Regions from separate parts of the Mus musculus genome. Here region 1 is linked to region 2. The links are chromatin contacts, called in public ChIA-PET maps. All regions are on one chromosome and are shown on one strand. The core of a region is the stretch at or near the end of the contact, and the rest is flanking DNA. Distances in the headings are between cores, read along the strand shown. Region 1 has its middle 75 kb from the start of Atp6v1g3. Region 2 overlaps Ptprc (protein tyrosine phosphatase, receptor type, C).

Evidence for each region. ChIA-PET counts read pairs in DNA pulled down with a chosen protein or histone mark.
Region 1: a contact with region 2 is called in an RNA polymerase II ChIA-PET map of effector CD8 T cells, with 18 read pairs. The contact joins two enhancer-like sites. A contact is called at or near these places in 9 of 484 Hi-C or Micro-C datasets (the AML12 cell line, the Ba/F3 cell line, LSK cells and 5 more), 4 of 115 datasets of contacts at active chromatin or transcription factors (CD8 T cells, bone marrow-derived macrophages, effector CD8 T cells and 1 more) and 1 of 9 other capture datasets (liver).

The regions. Positions count from the first base shown.
Region 1 is chr1:138,346,771-138,349,993 of GRCm38.p6, reverse strand. No RefSeq gene overlaps it. Among named protein-coding and RNA genes, the nearest start is that of Atp6v1g3, 75 kb to the right of the region's middle. Within about 2 kb of position 1,308, at least 160 of the 459 cell types and tissues checked have an H3K27ac peak or open chromatin away from gene starts, as enhancers often do. A contact at or near this core is called in the Ba/F3 cell line, CD8 T cells, bone marrow-derived macrophages and 1 more, where this site is marked.
Region 2 is chr1:138,135,254-138,139,010 of GRCm38.p6, reverse strand. All of the region lies in intron 1 of Ptprc (protein tyrosine phosphatase, receptor type, C), which reads left to right. Among named protein-coding and RNA genes, the nearest start is that of Ptprc, 38 kb to the left of the region's middle. Within about 2 kb of position 2,375, at least 201 of the 459 cell types and tissues checked have an H3K27ac peak or open chromatin away from gene starts, as enhancers often do. A contact at or near this core is called in the Ba/F3 cell line, CD8 T cells, bone marrow-derived macrophages and 1 more, where this site is marked.

The DNA.
Region 1 (3,223 bases), core at 59-2,558, 210 kb before region 2:
ATAGTCTATTTGATCTTTTGAGCCTATACATTTGTTTCAATCTCTCTACTGGTGGCTGAATTAAAAAAAAAAACAGAGCAGTAATACTCAATGGAAAATCCATTTTTCAGATTTGCTACAGTGCAGGAGTAGAGGGCACACGTAAGTCTAACAGGCAGCCTTTGTGATGTGTTCAGCAGGAGAGGGTTTAGGAAGTTAAAATCAGTAATTTCATAGGCACTGAGGTTATGCAACAACTGGTTAAAATCATTGCATATGATGAAGAGTTGGCATATTTATGCATTACATATGAATATATTCATTTACATATAATATTCATATAGAAATGAATATTATATATCATGTATATAAATGAATACAACCTACTCAGCCTATATAATATTACTTGTATACATATGTTTTCAGGGTCGGGCATTTGGTATTAGATAATCAATTGGTTTATTTCTTTACCTATTTTTCTTCTCTGAGACTATTTCTTTTACTCTCTCACAGAATTCCTTAGTTGTGTGTTGTGTACGGTTGAGGCCAGTAAGCCCCTGTCCCCTGAGTTAACAATACACCTTGAGGTCATATAATACTATGACTGCCATCCTACTGTGTACTTGGCCTGCTTGCTTAACTTGATTTAAGAGAACAAAAGAACACCCAACTTTATTTGCTTTGGATTTCCAATATAATCACCTTTTACAACCTACACTAGTGCATAGCTGTAATCTTAAATTATGTACTGTTCCATGCCCCTGACCCAGAGAACAGTGTGTGTGTGTGTGTTTGTGTTATGATAATCATTTGTTGAAAACAGCAAATATGTCAAAAGAGACCTTATGCTACAAATACTTGCCATAAATGTTGGAAACAGCATAGAGATATTGTTTGATACACGGTATGTTGGCAGTATTGTCTGTCACATGGCTCAGTTGAACTCTGTGATATTTTTGCTTATAAAACTTTGCTAAAGATTTCTGTAAAGTATCTCTTATACCCCCCCTCCCCCGCTCCAGTGAGAGACATGAGCCAAACACTTAGACATTAGGCAGCATACATAAACACATATCAGACAGACTAGGGACAAACCAGAAAGTAGAAGCTACCTAAGACCAATGTATTTTTCCCTGCACAAAGAGGATTTTCTTCCGGTGAGGTAAAGGTGAATGCAGAGTGTTTGCAAAATGCCCTGAGACCGTCAGAGCAATAGCACAAGGAAGTAAGTACCTATCAGATTGGGTATAATACCGTCTTCCCAGGGCAGTGACTTAGAAAGAGAGGGCTTGGGACTGTTAAAGGGGTGTGCGTGGCAGGATGTGGTCAGCTGGCTTTTGTGCTCTTTGTAGACTCTGTGAGTCAAGTGTGAGTCATGTCATGAGAAGTCTGTGTGGAATCTAACGAACAGCCCCAGGGAATGGCAGGAACCCAAAAGCAAAGCGTGTTCATGGGGGAGCTGAGTTCTACTTCTCATGGAGAAGCTAGTGAGTAAGGGCCAGAAGCCTCGCTGTGACCTGTCCTTCATCTGTACAGTGAGCAGATTAACCTCCATCAGCAGGAGGCCTGATGTGTTTGACTTTATGTAAGTGTTGGGAATCAATGAGGAAAATCTAAACAATAGTATCCAGGAGACTAAGCACAGCTCACCACACTGAGGTCCGAGCTAGCTGACTGAGGGGTGTTGACTGTTTCTGAAAAAAAAAATGGTAGTACCTGTAATTATTAACTGATTTATTTTTTTTCTCCCACTAGAGGAGACATCATCACGAAGTAGGAAGATGTAAAGCAATTAGAAATATTCTCTGGCACCGTGTCAGCAGCCCTCCTGGCTCGTCTTCTCTAATTAAATATGAAATGTTGTAAAGTGGCTCATTCTTGCAAGTTTTCTCTTTTATTTCAATGGTGTCCATACACACTAGAAGAAAGAAAAAAAAACCCATAGGCATAAGGGTTCAAATTGACCAATCTGTAGATGCTCAGAATTGAATTTGGGTGAAAACAGTTCTAAGTTTCCAATAATTCAATATATTTCTTTTAACATTAGCTAGAAATGGCCATGTAGTTCAAGATGCCAAATGCACTCAGTATGGAGGGAGGACACTGATTATTTTAATGGATTTGTTTAAAAATGTATAGTGTTTTCTGCTTATTCAGGAAAAAATCTAACGATTTCATTCACTATCAGGAAGAAAAAAAGCAATGCATATGTTATATATTTATATACCCACAATAGATCACAACCACAGAAGTAGTCAATACCATGGATGACAGCTGGACACAGCTACATAACTGGTGAAACAGAATACCCTGCAGAGTGAAGTTGCTCAGACTGGAGACTGATGCTCCTGTGTGAGAATGGCCCTTCCTCCTCCAGTAGAATTCTATTAGCTATAAAATAATTTCTGAAAAAAAATTATGTTTGAAATTTATGGAACTTAAGTTTTTAAAATTTTCCCACTTGCTTTTACATCAAAAGCAAATCATAAGCTAAATTTATTGAGGTTAGATTTTTGAATTTTGAGAGGAGAATACTGCTATGGAGTAAAATTTAGTTTTGTGTAAATCTCAAAAGTTGAGGGGTTATTTTAAAGAGCATGGCTATAAGGAGTGTTCCATGAGCAGTTTGATGGGGAATGCCCATTGCTACATATTGCAGGAGAAAGACTTTTGGAGTTAACATCTGTTTCTTCATTCAACTTTTACCTTAAAAAAAACCAACCCACTAGTTTTCAGAAGGGGAACCAGGACGCATGTGCCTGTGAATTAATGCAACTTATTCTCATCATTCGCTATTGCTGTGAATCTTCCCAAAGTAAGCGAGCATCCACAAGCGCTGAGGAAGAAGTCATAGAGTATCGAGTGTCTTTGTTTTCTTCCACCTAGCTGGAGGAAGGCTGGCAAGCTCTCAGGATCAGGCACTCCCTCAAGATTGCAAGAGCTTCCTGGCTTGATACTGGCCAGAAATAACACCACAGAATGTTTTTTTACAATTCTACTTTTGGGTAAAAACAGGAAAGGGAGAGGCAGGTTGAAATTAAATTTAAAAATAATAAGATGGATATGAGCAGAAAGAAAATATAACCTTTTCTTTTCAGTTTGGGAAAAAATAAAAACGAACTCTGATCATCCAGATTGTTCACTTACGTGCTTTTGAGTAGGGGGATTATGGAGTGCTTTAAACATGTTCCAGGATTTCTCTTTACTTTTTCCCCACACGTGGGCTACTGAGCTAAGCTGACCG
Region 2 (3,757 bases), core at 1,126-3,625:
CTGAAAATATTTTAATAGGAAAGACACATATCAGGACTCTTTAGAGTTTGGTTGATGCTGCCATGTGTGTGTGTGTGTGTGTGTGTGTGTGTGTGTGTGTGTGTGTGTATGTGTGTGTGTGTGTGTGTATGGGAGGATGCCTGAGAAGGCAGACAAGAACAAGGAAGTAACAGGCCTCAGACTTCAGGAGTTCAAGAACTTTGTTCCAAACTTGAGGATCTTCTATTACTAAGTGAAACATTATAGAGTTTTGTGGAAATCAGGTTCTTTGGATTCTGTATGACCTGGGATTTAGGTTTGGTGCTGTTGCTTAGTCTGTTATGAAACAGATTACTTAAGCCACCTATGTCTTCCTTTCTCATTTAATAACCCAAGAGGAATGCCATTCATCAAACAAGGCTATGACCGTTTATTACAGATCCGCATGTTAGGTAACCCCCCATCATAAGATTATTTCTGTTGCTACTTCATAACTGTAATTTTGTTACTGTTATGAATTATAATGTAAATATCCCTGTTTCCCGATGGTCTTAGGCTACCCCTGTGAAAGGATTGTTCGATCTCCAAAGGGTTGCCACCCACAGGTTGAGCACTGCTAATCTAGAGCCTAAACTTAAGTAGCATAGACACCTAGTAAAAGGGAAAGTCTCTCAACCCTTATGAATGACTTCCAGAGCGACAAATGTAGCTCAGTTTGTAGTGTGCTTGCCTAGCACGTATAAAGCTTTACATTTGATTCCCAACATCACAGGAGTCCAATATGGGGGTGAGTGTTGGTAATGCCAGCACCAGCATGACAGAAGCAGGGAAAGAAGGATTATAAATTGAAGGTCATCTTGGCTGCACAATGAGTTTGATAACCATAAGCAACCATGAAGCTTAGGCTACATGAGACCCTGTCTCAGACCCACGAACAAATAAAACGAATGTCTGAGAATTGGAGGTCTAGGAGCCCTGAGTAGGAAATCTAGATCCAAGTAGGTGTTTGGGGATTTTTAATTTTTACAGCGTCGCCTGAGGCCCTGCATTGTCTGTGTAGCCAAGTATGAGGATGGCCTGAAACTTCTGAGTCTTTTGTTTCCACTTCCTGATTACTGGGGTTATAGGAAGAAGCGACTACATCTGATTCTGGCTCTTCTGGGGCTTCATCTCAGGGCCTCCTTGATGTTAGGTAAGGGCTAGTACAACTGAATTGCAGCCCTAGACCCAGGCAGACCTTGAATAGACTTCCTGGAGGAAGGATGGTTTTTGTAACACTTAAATCAGTGGTTCTCAAGCTTCTTAATGTTGTGACCCCTTTAATACAGTTCCTCATGGTATCGTGACCCCCAACCATAAAAACGATTTCTGTTACTACTTCATAGCTATAATTTTGCTACTGTTATCAATTGTAATGTAAATATCTGGTAAGTAGAATATCTGATATGAGACTCCTCCAGCGGTCATGACCCACAGGTTGAAAATCAGTGAAATCGAGGTAAGATGCAGGCCGCCTGAAATATTACAACAGGTGTCAGGATTCAGCATGCTACTTATTTTATTTCAGACAGACAATATCCTTTCTGCTGACAGAAAGCCTGAAGAACTGGCCCAAGATGAGTTTTTCTTAAGCAACTAAATAGGCGATATCTCACAACCCCAATATTGTTTATGAACATCGGCAGGCTATTTTCATATTTTTCTTTATCATGGAACAATAAGGTAATCAACATGTAAGAGTGTTAGTAAAAATCCTCACCATGGAAAAATGTTTCCAACACAGGGCAAATGACTGTCCGTTGATATGCCCAGGCAGAGGAAAGACCAGCATGCATCTCTCCTTCAGGCCTTGCTTTCATGGTACTATCAGGTGTAACATTTAGGAAGTTATCCAACTTAAGTAGTTTAGCTCATTGGCTCCCAAAGATGGTGATACTGTACTTCCTACTGGTAGGTATTATTTTAGTACATTATAACAGAGGATTCTTCACAAATATGGAAAAAAATCCTGCCTGATTATCTTTGATCATTTCATAATCTTGAATGGAAAGGAACATGTTCCATTTTCTATTAGACTTTTCTTATTGTAATATGTTCAGTCCGAGTTTCATTACACAATTCCTGTTTGTATTTTTAAATATAAGATGGGATTTAATATTTTGACATTAAAGTATCATTTGTAAGTTACCTTGCAAAGGGAAGTGCCTCTGAAATCAAACCAATCATTATACAAAGTTAGCCTCGTTGTTGAAATACGATTTCACTAGAGCAAAGTCAAGTCAACCTGAAATTCGGTATTTCGTAGCAGTTAAAGTGTGCAGCCAGGCGGCTTCAACATGAGCTAGAGAAGTTGCGGTTTTACCCCGAGATAGGGCTGATTATGCTGGTGCTATGGCAACCGGTTGCACCATTTGGAAGCTCTTCTGTGCTTAACCGCATGAGCTGCGCCTCTTCCTTTCCTATAAAGACTTAGAATGAGAAAAACAGAAGTGTGCGAGGAGAAGAAACCACAAGGGCAGTAGAGGCACTGCTGCGAGCGAGCCTTTAGCTTTTGCAAACAGCAGCCGAACAGCACACCGAAAACCTCTCCGGAGGAAAGCTGCCTCTCTCTTGCTTTTCCCATTATGCCTGTACTGTAATGATTTTGAAAGCGCGCCAAGTGTTTCTGTTCAGCACTTTCATGACTGAGAGATGAGAAAAAATTAGTTGGGCATTTATCAACCTTGGCTTTGATTATCCGCTGCTCTGGGGAGATTGGAGGACTGGGTGCAATCTTGGGGGAGACATTTGATACTCTTCATGAGACTGATAACAGTTTGGTGGTAGATGTCCCACAATGTAGCTCTCATTTTCTGTTTATTTTTTGTTTAAGCTAACACCACACACACACACACACACACACACACACACACACACACACACACGCCATCGTTTTATTTGTTTTGAAATCTTGAAAATACTAATAAGGACATATTCAAACTTGTTTTTCTATTTTTTAATTTTTTCTATGTTTTTCTATTATTGTTTTTCTATTTTTCTCTCTGAGAGGGTCTGGGCAGTCAAGCCAAGCTGCTCTCCTCATTCCAGTATGCTTCAGGCTTCTCGTTATGTGTCCTTTCCCTGTAAACAATGAAAATTTTCCTTTTGTACTGTCACCGTCTAACAATTTTCACTTTTACCAGCATTTTAGTTAGCGTTCACAGTGGTGAGTGTGATTGTGGACATTTTTATACGTATGCATTGTTCTTTGTCCTTCCCCCAGAGCGCTGCCCCCTTTCCTCCCCTTCAGGCCCTCTTCCTCCCCTAAGAGCCATTCCTTCTGCTTTCATGCCTTATACGGTCCATTAGCCTTTTATTATTTCCCTTCTCCTCTTAGAGTTCTTTCTTCCATCTCATCAGCCACATTTTATTTTATGCCTTTTATAAGTTACACACACACACACACACCACAGAGAGAGAGAGAGCTACAGCTCCACATAAGAACAAAACATGTGATATACATCTTCCCAAGGCTAGCTTATTTCATTGAACATTATAATTTGATCTAATTTCCTGTGAATGTTGTGACTTACTCTTCTTTACAGCAGAATGCAATTGTGTATGTGTGTCTTATGTAGAGTACCTGGCTAACTGTTTCATTTTTAATGATAATGTTTTTGGGGGTGTGAGAGTACATGGCTATAACCCTATCACTTGGAAGACTGTGGCAGGAGGAGCATTGTAAGTTGGAGGGTGGCTCAGGTTGCATACCTAGTTTAAAGCATGACTAGATCTTCTC